Regions from separate parts of the Bos taurus genome. Here region 2 is linked to region 1. A link is a contact called in public Hi-C data. All regions are on one chromosome and are shown on one strand. The core of a region is the stretch at or near the end of the contact, and the rest is flanking DNA. Distances in the headings are between cores, read along the strand shown. Region 1 overlaps AAK1 (AP2 associated kinase 1). Region 2 overlaps AAK1 (AP2 associated kinase 1).

Region 1 (6,604 bases), core at 1,896-4,395:
ATCAGAATTTTCTTCTAATAAATATGTACATTTAATGCAGTACTATTTGTCTTCCCTTTCCCCCTCAAAAGCCATTAAATTCATGATGTCTCTTATAAGCAATTAAACTTGGAGAAAATAATAGTATTAATATAAATGATAAATTATACAATTTCCAAGCATAATCATAATTGTTGTGTGAACAATACAGGTAGGTATTTCTTTTACAGATTTTGAATTTCTCTTTAAATCACAGAACTGCAGACTTTGCACCAGCCATGCTTCTGTGCTGTGCTCAGTTGCTCATTCATGTCTGACTCTCTGCAACCCCATGGAAGCCCGCCAGGCTTCTCTGTCCATGGGATTTTCCCAGCAAGAATACTGGAGTGGGTTGCCATTTCCTTCTTCGAGCAGTGCTGCTACAGAGTGTTAAGTCCTAGCATTTTGCTTTATGGGGGAGGAACCACATTTTTAGGACCCAATGGCTAGTTGTGGGCAGAACCTGGACCAGTGTTATTGTCCTAATTATCTAAAAAGTGTTCTTTCCACTTAGTGAAAACTGCAATACTCATTTAGATCACAAGGAGACACGTGACAGCGCTGCAGAACGGAAGCTGGGAATGACCAGTTCCTACGGTTCTGACATGTGGCACCACCAAAGGGCAAGGTGAGCCTGGAGGAGCAGGCTGGTGATGTAGCAATTCGAGATAACTGCCACCAGGTGGGAGCAGTGCAGCTTTCTTCACCAGGTAGCAAGATGACATTTCCAGACAGGACTAGAGAATCAGTTCCAAGGCCTATGGCAGGATCCAGTCAAGCGTAACTGGTTGAGAAATGCCAGCCCAGACTCTCAAAATCTGTGACCAACATTAATCTACAGACAAAGAAATGAGCCGCTATGCTTCCCACAAACAGAACCACGTTTTAGGCATCTATGCCTATTAAGGGGCTTATTTGCAGGCACGTGCTGCATGCTAAGTCGCTTCAGTCGTGTCTGACCCTTGAAGACCCTAAGAACTGTAGCCCGCCAGGTTCCTCTGTCCATGGGATTTCCCAGGTAAGACCACTGGAGTGGGTTGCCATGACCTCCTCCAGGGAATCTTGCCAACCCAGGGATCAAACCTGCATCTTTTATGTCTCCTGCATTGGCAGGTGGGTTCTTTACCACTAGCGCCACAGGGGCACTTGCAGGTAAGAAGCATTTAAATCACGGCTTAAAAACTAAAACAGAAATAATATTGTAACAAGGACAATAAAGACTTAAAAAAATGATCCACATTAAAAAAAAAAATCTTGAAAAAGAAAAAATCGAAGCCTGATAGGATTTGTCAGTTTAAAGATGTTAGTCACTTTCACCACATGGCTGACTAAGAGGAGTGTAAATTTCAGGTAGAGCGCAAACAGCACGAATCTTCTTCACCACAGGCCCACATCTGCCACGCGTATCAGGGTGAGAAGAGGCTCGGCCACAGCTGAAGAGGGTATGGGGATTACAGAAGGCAGCTATCAGGCTTCAAGAGAGGTGCTTACCTAAGACTGAGTTGCATCCCTACATCTTGATTAAATGGAAAAATCTAAAGCTGAGCTGGGGAGAGTTTGCACAGAGGGAAGAAAAGCTAACATTCAGCAGAGCCTGTGCCAGTCTGCCCACTGGAGCCTGTGCCAATCGCTCTGCCTACTGGCATTTTTTAAAACACTAAGATAATGTTCAGGATTTTGCTGAAATCCATTTCTTAGGAAAATTCATGGATGTATTGAATTGTAACAGGAAAAAGGATCTGACCCATTATGTGAGGTAAGGGAAAGAGGCAGGACAGGATAATTTTGACAGACTCACTTTTACCAATTCATTTTAAATCCAAAAATATTTTTATTTCCACAAAGAAACATGCTTTCTCCCACTTTCCCTAAAATACACAGTACTCTTGGCCTCACTTTCTCCCTCTAATTTCTGATGATGCAGATGGGTACTTTCCACTCACTATATGAATTAGAGGTTTTGTGTTTGGTTCCCCTCTGTATCTTCATGCCCAAGAACAGTGCCTGACACATAGTGAGTCCTCAAAAATGAATTAGCTTTCCTCTTAATGAGGAGAGATTAGAAAAGACTACAGAGAGTGGTGGAGATTGTGGAAAACCAAAGTATATGGTCCATGTAAAGGAGCAGCTTCTATACAACTCAAGTTAATTATTGCCCTGTCACAATGCAAGAGATGAGAGACTCGGGTTAGATCGCTGGGTGGGGAATATCCCCTGGAGAAGGAAACGGCAACCCACTCCAGTATTCTTGCCTGAAAAATCCCATGGACAGAGGAGCCTGGTGGGCTACAGTCCATGGGGTCTCTAAGAGCTGGACAGGACTGAGCAACTGAGCACACACGCAGAGAGAAATATGGACCCTGTTCTAATACCAACACTTGGTTTTATTGGTCTTCCTATTTTAGCCATTCTGTTGAGTGTGTAGTGATATTTAATTGTGATTTTAATTTGCATTTCCCAATAGATCGCTTATCTTTCAACTTCAGGATTACCTGCTTCCTACCACTGTCCTGATAAAAGGCTTTAATGAGCACAGTATCAACGAGTCACCAATGAAATTACTGAGATAACTTGGACTTCTACCTCTCAGGCAAAGATGACAGAAATGGCTATCTATCTCTGAGGGAAAAAAGGAAAGTGAGAATTTGTAATACATGAAAGAAAAAGTGAAAGTGTAGTCGCCCAGTCATGTCCAACTATTTGTGACCCCCTGGACTCTAGCCTGCCGGGCTCCTCTGTCCATGGGATTCCTCAGGCAGGAATACTGGAGTGGGTTGCCATTCCCTTCTCCAGGGGATCTTCCCAATCCAGAGATTGAACCCAGGTCTTCGGCACTGCAGGCAGATTCTTTATCATCTGAGCCACCAGGGAAGCCCTTTGTAATACAAAGAGAGGGGATTATATAATTGCTAAAATCTTGTTCAACTTTAACATCAACAGGAGATCATGGTCATCAACATCATTATCTGGACTGAAATCTTTTAAACAGAACCTTCTCAAGGAGCCTGATCATGCTATTCAACACTGGCAATGGGGCTTTTGAAGTAACTGTAGTACAGCTCCTGGCTTTATCTAAAATAAGCAATCATGCTAGGTGGTACCAGGCCCTGGGGGCTCTTCTGAATGAATTAACACAACAGTGACTCCACTTAGCAAGGAGGAGTGAGGGATGGGGAGGGAAGGTGAGTGAGAAGAGAAGGAAAGCACCAAACTGATGATCTGAGCAGTGATATGCACAGAGATAGGGAACAGCTGGGCAGACAATGAGAATGATTAGACCGTGAAACAAAGAAGCCCATCATGGTGCTGAGGCAGGGTTTCTGGATTTGCTGCCAAAGAGGTTTTTGGTGGGTATTTAGCAATCGAGCCTGGAGTCTGGGTTACCAACATCTGCGGCTTGCTTATTTCCTGAAGGTAAAAGGAAACTTCATTTCCTATCATGGGTCCCATCCACACCTTGAGGAATGGCTTCCACTTGTGTGAGAGGAAAGGAAACAGAAACCAGAGCCAGAGGAAACTACAATGAGGGAAACTTCACCCAGACCCACACTCTGCTCACGTCCTCCACTTCTCCACCCTACACGTTCTGTGTTTCTCTTTCAAAATAAGGTTTAACCCAATGACTGCTATTTACTTAATGCAGTTTCTCTTGGAACTAACAGAAAGCTAGCATAAAATAAAACAGCTTTCTGAAGCTTCACTGAAGAATCAGACAGAGAGAGGACTTCCCTGGTGGCACAGTAGATAAGAATCCGCCTGCCAGTGCAGGGGAGTCAGGTTCAATCTCTGGTCTAGGAGGATTCCATATGCCTCCAAAGAGCTGAGCCCACGCCACAACTACTGAAGACCACGTGCCTAGAGCCCGTGCCCCACAACAAGGGAAGCTACCGAAATGAGAAGTCCACCCTCCGCCCCTGAAGAGTAGCGCCTTACCCCAAAACTAGAGAAAGCCCACGCACTGCCATGAAGATCCAGCGCAGCCAGAAATTAATTAACAAATAATAATCAGAGAGCGAATCCAGTTAAAGTGGTATTAACCCAGGAGATATAAAAGAAAGGACAACACTGGATAAGTTACTGGATCTCTTTGGTCTCCATTTCCTCAACTGCAGAAATTAAGACCAAATTAGTGGTATTTAAATGAATGGGTCCCTCGGAGACTTAGGATTACAGGAGATGCTGCAGTGGCTCTACATACAGCTTCCTTTTATCTGCTGAATATTCATTCTGAAAAAAGGGGGGAAACTCTGCTTTAAAGGAGAAAAAACCCAAAGAATATTCCATATCCCTATATAAAGGTAAGGAGTACAGCACTGTGAGTCACACAAACAGCCTTTACCTACAAGCCTACCACTGACACATATGTGCACAGGCAGCTACAGAGGTGGGAGTGGGGGCAGGGCCACCAGATCCACTCTATACTGAGACCGTGGAGTATTCCTGTGGAGTCCAGCAGGTTAGGTTCAAACCCTGGCTCAGGAAAGCCACGGTCTCCCTGAGGCCCCATCCTTCCACCTTTCAAGGTCGGCTGAGATTCACCTCTTAGCTTTGGGGAGGACCGAATGACAGGCGAGACACCATCATATCCATAGGAGGGATATGATGAATACAGGTTGTCTGGCCTTACCTCCTCCCCACCCAAATCCTCTGTATTTATGGTAGATACAAGTGGTATCTAAATGAATGTCGTTAAAGTTTTAAATCTGGAGTATCTTCTTGAGATAAAGGGCATAAACTCAAATACCTACAGGGGCCAGACAGACCATCTAAAGCAGGGAGACAGTGCAGGCATAACAAAGTGTACAGAGGGAGCCTGCTGATGGGAGATCATGAGCAGGGGCGGACCCAGGCAAACCAGAAAGGGCACACCCCGTTCATGAGGCAGTGGCTTCTCAGTGAAGGCCAGCTGTTGCCATGGAGGAATGTGGGCTGAGGGCTGCCAAGTTTTTTGATTTCCAAAAGAAGCTCGATTTTTAGGAGAAATCTCCTGATTTTCAAATCCTGGCTACAACTGTAGAAAAGCTCTTCACCCCTGTGCAAGTCAAGGAAACCCATTTCCAGGCTAGGACTGAACGAGACAGCCCAACTTCAACTTTTACGAGAGTCCTGTGAAGTAGCGGGACATGTATGACCAACTCTACTTGACCAGCTGGGCAACTGAGGCACAGAGAAAAGCCCAAGTGGCTTCCCAGTGCTGCCACCTAGAGGAAGGGCCAGAGGGCGGCAATCCGGGCACACCAATTCCTGGCCCTGACTTTGTCCACTCTCCTTCGCTGCTGACTTTCCCTCCCCACAGCAGACCCTACAGGACACCTCCGTTACCAGGGAAGGTATGGGAAAAGACATGGTGAAAGGCAAGGGACCTGCCCAGGGCTTGGCCTCCCTCGCCGGCCTGGTGGGAGGGAGAACTTGGGTGCAGTGTTTGTGAGCTCCCGCAGGGAGTGACAACCAAGAGGCTGACAAACACCCATCCACAACTGATTCACATTTTGCCAAAAGTTTCAGAAGGAACGAAAGTTTTCTAAACTCTATAACAGATGGCAAGGAGCACAGCAAAGATTCTGCAGGAGAAAAGGTCAATCTGCAGCATTTGTTCAACACTGATTTCAGTGGGGACTTGGGGTTTGTTTTTTTAACGTCAATCTCGCCTAACTCGCCTCAAATTAAAAATCGCCATGTGCCAGCTTCCTTCTGGGGAACGTGTCAAAGCAGTCCCTGCCCCAGGCAGAAAGAACACCCAGATGGGGGATGACTGGGGGTTCTCAACCTCCTCTCTCCCCATCAGGAGCTGTGGGCACAGTCAGACACTGGCAAACTCTGACAGTGCTCCAGAAACATCAACAGAACCCAATCACAGCCACAGCCCAGGTTGAACACGGGGCAGCTGGCAGCTGGCTCTTCCTTTCTAGGACTGTAACAACTGGGGAACATCTGCAGTTCGGGGGTTCTCTCTAGGCAAAATTCTCCTCCATCCCCCAAAAACTGCCAGAGAAGGTACCTGCCTGTGTGGAACAAAAGGTCAGAGTTTAAGAAATTAGGAGGAGGGATAGTTGATTTTGGGATGAACATGTACACACTGCTACATCTAAAACAGATAACCAACAAGGACCTACTGTATACAGCACAGGGAGCTCTGCTCAACGTTATGTGACAGCCTGGATGGGAGGGGAGTTTTGGGGAGAATGGATACATGTATATATATGGCTGAGTCCCTTTGCTGCTCACCTGAAACGATCACCACATTGTTACTTGGCTATTCTGCAATGTAAAATGACAAGTTTAAAAAAGAAAGAAAGAAAGCAGGTTGGCTCACACACAGCAGAGGCTTGTGAATTACTGCACGTAAAACCAGAGCACACTGGGCCTGGACTGTCACCATCGGAGATCGACCAGACAAGGGCCTTTCCCAGAGCCACCCGGCCGTCTTGTCGGAACTGTTTCCATGGCATTAGCTGTCTAGCAAATGCAGAAATGGTGAGAGACATCAGCAGGGCCGAGGTCTTTGTTCATTGATATCCTCAGGTCTTGCTGAGCCATTTTCTCTTCTCTATACTACAAGCCAGGGTGATCTTATAAAAACAGAAAT
Region 2 (6,230 bases), core at 2,300-4,799, 56 kb after region 1:
TATTTTTGGCTGCACAGGGTCTTCGTTGCTTTGCATGGGCTCTAATTGCGGTGCGCCGGCTTCTCATTGTGATGGCTTCTCTTGTTGCGGACCACAGGCTCTAGGCGAGCGAGCTTCAGCAGTTGCAGCACGAGGGCTCAGCAATTTTGGCTTGCAGGCTCTAGAGTGCTGGTTCAGCAGTTGTGGCACAAGGGCTCAGCTGCTCCTAGGCACGTGGGATCTTTTGGGACCAGGGATCAAACCTGTGTCCCCTGCACCGGCAGGCAGATTCTTACTCACTGCACCACCAGGGAAGCCCAGTGGCATATAATTTAGAAGACAGGAAATACATAATGCATTTCAGAAAAAGCCCAATTCAAAATCGTGCATTTTTCAGAACTGATAAAACATTCAGGGGTCAGGACAACACGTATTCTTATTTTGAGTCATCTCAAATGGGCTCTCCATATGACCAGGCCATTCTTCTACTTAGTCTCAGTCCTTCTCTCCATAAACCTAGGAAACTCCTCCATATCCTTCTTTCCTCTCTTGAACCCCCAACTCAACTCCCATCCCACATCATCCAAGAGAAAACAGAAGCCATGAGGCAAGAACTCCCTCAACTTGCCAAACCTCACCAATTCCTTCTCCTGCACCCCCATTCTTACTTCTCTTCCTTCCAGGTCAGTGAATAAAGTGCTCTTTCTCCTCTTCAAGGTCATCTGTTCCATAAAAGTCCATGACTCCATCCATGACCTGCCATCACCTCCTCAGCCCTATTTCAATAGTAACCGTCCCGTACTACATTTCCAACTTCCTCCCTAGTGGCCACTTCTTTTCCACTTAATGTACTCAAGACTCTTCCACCACTTAATAATAATAAATTCCTCCTGACTCAGCATCCCCCTCACTTCCCATTCATTCATTTCACTCCCACCTAGATTCCACTCCATCACTCCACTTAGAATGTTCTTAACAAAGCTCATGAATGATCCCCGTATTTTCAAATCCAAGAGATGCTCTTCCATCCTCGTCCTGGGTGACCTTTCTGCTTTCTTACACCCTGATGTATCCACACCCTTCTTACTTTTAAATCTACTTAGTATTCATTTCCCTCACTCACTCTCTCCCAGTTCTCCATCCATATCCTCAGCCATTCCTTCTGCCTCCTCCATGTGCTCACTCATTCATTCAGCTGGTTTTCATCTGAGCTTTTAGATGTACCAGGCCCTAGCCAGGCACTGGGGACAGAGCAGCAAACAAGTCAGTCAAGGGCTCTGCTTTCATGGAGGTGAAATTCTAGTGGGGAGGAGATAAACAACGAGCAAGAAAAATCAGCTGACATGTGCTACCTGGCAAATTAAAACATGATGGGTTCCTTATAATGGATGGTCAAGAAAGGCCTGAGATGAGATTTAAATGAGTGCCTATCTGTTCCAAAAGTTACACACAGGGATTAGTTTTAGGCAGCACCTCTCCAGACTCAATTTACAACTGAACTGCTTGTGCCATATTTATGAAACTTTCAAAGGCCATATCCTCTTTGACAGATATAAAAATCGCATGTCCTCTCCCCACCTCAACCCCTTGCATCTACAATTTGACTCTTTAGAGGGTAAAACCACCACTCCCCACTCTCACTGAGGTTCCCTTCTTTCCTGGCTGGACTGGGCATTTCCAAATTATACATTCCCTCCCTATCTGCCCCTTGCCCCTATGCTCACTACCCTGCACACACGTTGAGAGTCACTGTCTAATTTATTGCAGGCCAACAACTACACAGGGCTTCCCTTGTGGCTCAGCTGATAAAGAATTCACCTGCAATGCGGGAGACCTGGGTTCAATCCCTGGGTTGGGAAGATTCCCCTGGAGAACGGAATGGCTACCCACTTCAGTATTCTGGCCTGGAGAATTTCATGGACTGTATGTTCATGGAGTCACAAAGAGTCGGACACAACTGAGCGACTTTCACTTCATTTCACTTCTACAACTACACAAGCTAGAAAATTAATGCATGCCTTGCTTAAAGATAAATTCCAGTAATATCTGAGTTTTTGATACTTGACCTAACCTTAGTTTTAGAGTTCCTTTATAAAGTTAAGATATTTATACCTCACAGCTCTACTTTTGAGACTGACAGTATTAGGTACCCATAATAGAATCCAATCAACAAAGAGAGATTTACACGATTTTCTGGAAGATGTCCTATTTTGCTTTGTATTTTGTTGTTTTTCAACTTCACTGAAAAACTAGAAGATTTCTTATGATTGTAATGAGGTTCCAAATACAGAACTATTTTTTTAATTAAAAGAGGGATAAAGGAGGTCTATACCTCTCAAATCTAGTTCTAGTGCCTGCCCAGTGAATTATTCTCCAATACCCACCCTTGCACTGTTCAAATTTAAGAGTTCTTAATTGCATACAAAATAAATCTAAGGTTTATATCCTGCCTCCTAAGAACTATCTATCTTACACTAGAAAGTAGATATAACTGAAGAAACAGCAAAATAAAAGTGTGAGATTACAGGCCCAAAGAGTCAACAGAGCCAGCAAGACTGACAGGCACTGGAGGACAGAAGGAAGGAATGTCCATCTGACAGCTGCAGTGAGTACTGAGGTGAGGCAGGACAAAGGATCCGTGGATTAAGGTAGGTGGGTGGGCTGGGAAGGGGATCTCAGATGCAGGGGACACCATCAGTAGAGCATTGGAAACAGCTAAATCCATGGTTCATGGGAGATGAGTGGGAGCACAGGCCTGAATGAAACAGGAGACCTGTGTTAGAGCACAAAGATGTGAAGGTGGACGTGCGCCTGGAGGGCAGGCATTCCTCTGGCAGAGAGACCCAGGATACTAACAACAACCTGACAGGCTGGGGGAGTTAGCTGAACACACATGGCTTTTAAGTGGGGAAAAAAATAAAATAAAATCTGAATTTCTCCTCTCATTCATCCTGGGGTTTTGTAGATACTGTGAAAAATTTAGATATATAGATATAGAAGATACAGATATCTACCTATAAATATTATCTATTCATTTATCACCAAGACTCTAGCTCCACCAGGTTTTACACAGCAAACCAAATACTGCTTGATAAAAACAAAATTCATGCACCTAAATACTAAGAGTTACTGTTTGCAGACTGACTACATGCTAGACACTATGTTAGGTGCTCTACAGAATTTCATCCATTCTTACAACCACCCAGGGTGTTATCTGCATTTTGTAAATGACAAGCCAGGATCTTAATAAATTCCCCACCATCACAGGGATGGGGCCAGGATTCAAGCCAAGGACTGCCCACCTCCAGTACCCATGCTTTTAAACTAACTCTGAAAAGTCCTCTAAGGAGAACACCATGGTGCTCCCCTTGATCTAGGCAGTCAAGGAGCAAAGACAGAACTGAACATCAGGTTTTCCTCAATCTTTACTGAGCTACACCTTCTGGTAAAAACAGGGTTTTCCATAGCCGAAAGGTCAGAAAGAATTATTTCTTCCAACACTGTCCACTCCCCGACCACCAAGATTCCAGGGATTCTAAAAAACAGTAGAGGACAAAGGTCTGTGAAACAGGGCTAGGAGGCTACCCCCAGGGGAAATTAAACAAGTCTAACAAACCCGTAAGATAATCAGCACTTCCTGAACCAAGAAGATTCACTGACCAGGGTAAATGAGTCAAGGATACTAGCAGGAGACGTGCCACCTCTGTAAAGCTGGGAGGCCCCTCTTCTTTCTTCCTGTCCCTGAAGGGTAATAAAGTCTCCATTTTGTTCTCAAATTCATGCTCAGTTCCAGAAGGACAATAATCTTTCTCTCACTCTAAAGGTCCTAGTACAATAGCTATAAGCGTCCTTAAAAACAGGCGCCAAACAATTACATGGCATTATACTGCTTTCTCCAGGACTCAAGCCCCAGATGAAAGGCATCATTATTTAAGATCATTATAATTACAAATGATAATCCAACATCAATGCTATGCTTGGCCTTTTATTACAATAATATAGGGATGCCATGAACTCTTTCATCTAACAATCTCTTGGCTCTTCAGAAATCATAAATGACACAGCTTCAACTGGCATGGCCTTCCATTGGCTGCCAAAGTTAACTCAGAGCCCAAGGAGAAAAATGGCCAGATCAAGCTGATTCACTCACAGCGCATCTCAAATGAAACTCCAAGTTTTTACTCTTTTAACTTTGTTCCAACTTGGGGACTCGCCCTCTGTCAAGGCTCAAGTCTCAGGCAGAAGGATTCCTCTTTCCTAACAATTGTTCATAACTCAACAGAAGAACTGAGACTGCTTAAAGTACATAATAGACTAATGCCATAAAGCTAATAAGGAGGTATTAGGGGAAACACACTGACTGAAACCGCCCACCTTAACCAGGCACCATAGTAACCATCTGCATGAATTATTTTACGACAGGAGGTCCTGGTAGGGAACACTGAACTAGTAAGCCACAACCAACAGGAAGAGCTCAGGAAAGGTCAAAAGGAGAGGCCATGTGTCCTACCACCTCCCAGAATCCTTTTCACTGGCATCCATCTTGGCTGGGCAATGGGTGTGCCACCAGGAAGGACCCTGAGTCAAAGAGATTGGCCAAAGACAACCCGGAAACTAACCCCATCGGCATCAGACCCGAGACTAAGAGCCACATGACACAGCAGTTCTCCTGGTTCCCTTGCCCTCTTGCTCTCCACCCAGGCATCCCTTTCCAATAGAGGCTCTTGCTTTGTCAGCATGTGTGTCTCATTGGACAATTCATTTCCAAGTGTTAGACAAGAGCCCTCTTTCAGGTCCTGGAAGGGGTCCCCCTTCCTGCAACAGAGGGAGAAAGTAGGCACAAAATCTTGAAGGCAGTATAGCCTCAAAGTGCTAATATCCATTATTCCTGAGTGATTCAAAATCACATAGAATAAAAAAGTTTTGCTTTGGGTGTACACACGGAACATATGATTTATCTATGTAAAAAACTTTGTTCCTCAAAAGAGACTAAAAATGTTGCAACACTTACTTCAACTTTACTAAGAATATAATGTACAAAGGTGCAGAACTAGATGTGTTCCCTAGAACAAGGTTCCTCAAAGACGGAGTCCCAGAGAAAAGACTCAAGAACAATGACACTCCAGAAAACCTCGTCTAACCACTTCAGTCCTCACTGCTCCCTTTCCCTCAGCCACCCAAAATTTAGAGACTACACCACACACTCCAGCATTTCAGTAGCTATTGTCTTGTGGGGTGCACTCGTTTCCCATGTGTTGGTCACGTCAACTGGGAGGGCAGGATCTGAGGCTTCCATTACTTCTCTGCCACAGCATTTCTAACAGAGCTGGGAGAAAATACACTTAGTAAACCTTGCTCCTCCTGGCTGGCAGGGCTAGCTGTGTCTCATGCACTCTGTGTTACACCCACAGCCTCTCACTTCATGATCACAGCAACCCAACAGAGAGAGAAGGACATTTACTACAAACCAGGAAGCAGAGGCTCACGATGGTTCAACAACTACCTCAAAGCCAGATGGATAAGTAGTGTAAGTGGAGGAACTTGAACCCAAGATCATTAGCTGCAAGTATTAGACTCTTCATGAAAATTCTTCCTCGTACAAAGGATTATCGATATCTTCTCTCATAACATTCTGACCTTTATTATCCCTTCCCAACTGAACCTTGTTTTGAGTAATTCAATTCAGAAAGTGCTTCAACCCCATTTTGGGGTTGCTCAGATATGGGAATTTGGGGAGAATTTTTTTGAGCTCATAATTCACAAATAGTCAGTAGACAGCACTGTTAGAATCTCCTCAGCCAGGACCCACACAGACCTGCCATTCTACCTCTGCTGGTGTGTTTGTTGGTTTATTCTGGAAGTAGTTGTTTTACACAGAAAATTACATAGAGACTTTTAACCATAGTAAGTTAAGAAAGATTGCTGGCTTGCTGATTCTGAGAAAATGAATTTAAAAATTAAGTGACATGCCTGAGTCACACAGCAAACTAGACCCTTCTAAGCCGTGCTGACTCCTCTCTTTCCCGACACTGACCAGCATATCATGCTGAAGACCTTGACACTGCTGACTTCTGGGGTTGGATAATTCTCTGTTGAGGGTAGGGGATCAAGTGCATGGTGGGATGTTTAGCAGTACCCCTGGCCCATACTCACTAGATGCCAGGATTACCCCGTCCTGTGACAATCAAAGGGGGCTTCCCCCGTGGCTCAGCATAAAGAATCCACCTGCAATGCAGGAGCCACAGGAGATA

Evidence for each region. Hi-C and Micro-C count contacts between places; a contact is called where the count stands out from the background.
Region 2: a contact with region 1 is called in a Hi-C map of blastocyst, with 1.8 times the contacts expected there. The contact joins two enhancer-like sites. A contact is called at or near these places in 2 of 11 Hi-C or Micro-C datasets (blastocyst and liver).

Annotation. Positions count from the first base shown.
Region 1 is chr11:67,920,121-67,926,724 of ARS-UCD2.0, forward strand. All of the region lies in intron 2 of AAK1 (AP2 associated kinase 1), which reads right to left. Among named protein-coding and RNA genes, the nearest start is that of AAK1, 68 kb to the right of the region's middle. Within about 2 kb of position 3,146, at least 6 of the 102 cell types and tissues checked have an H3K27ac peak or open chromatin away from gene starts, as enhancers often do. A contact at or near this core is called in blastocyst, where this site is marked.
Region 2 is chr11:67,976,017-67,982,246 of ARS-UCD2.0, forward strand. All of the region lies in intron 2 of AAK1 (AP2 associated kinase 1), which reads right to left. Among named protein-coding and RNA genes, the nearest start is that of AAK1, 12 kb to the right of the region's middle. Within about 2 kb of position 3,550, at least 7 of the 102 cell types and tissues checked have an H3K27ac peak or open chromatin away from gene starts, as enhancers often do. A contact at or near this core is called in blastocyst, where this site is marked.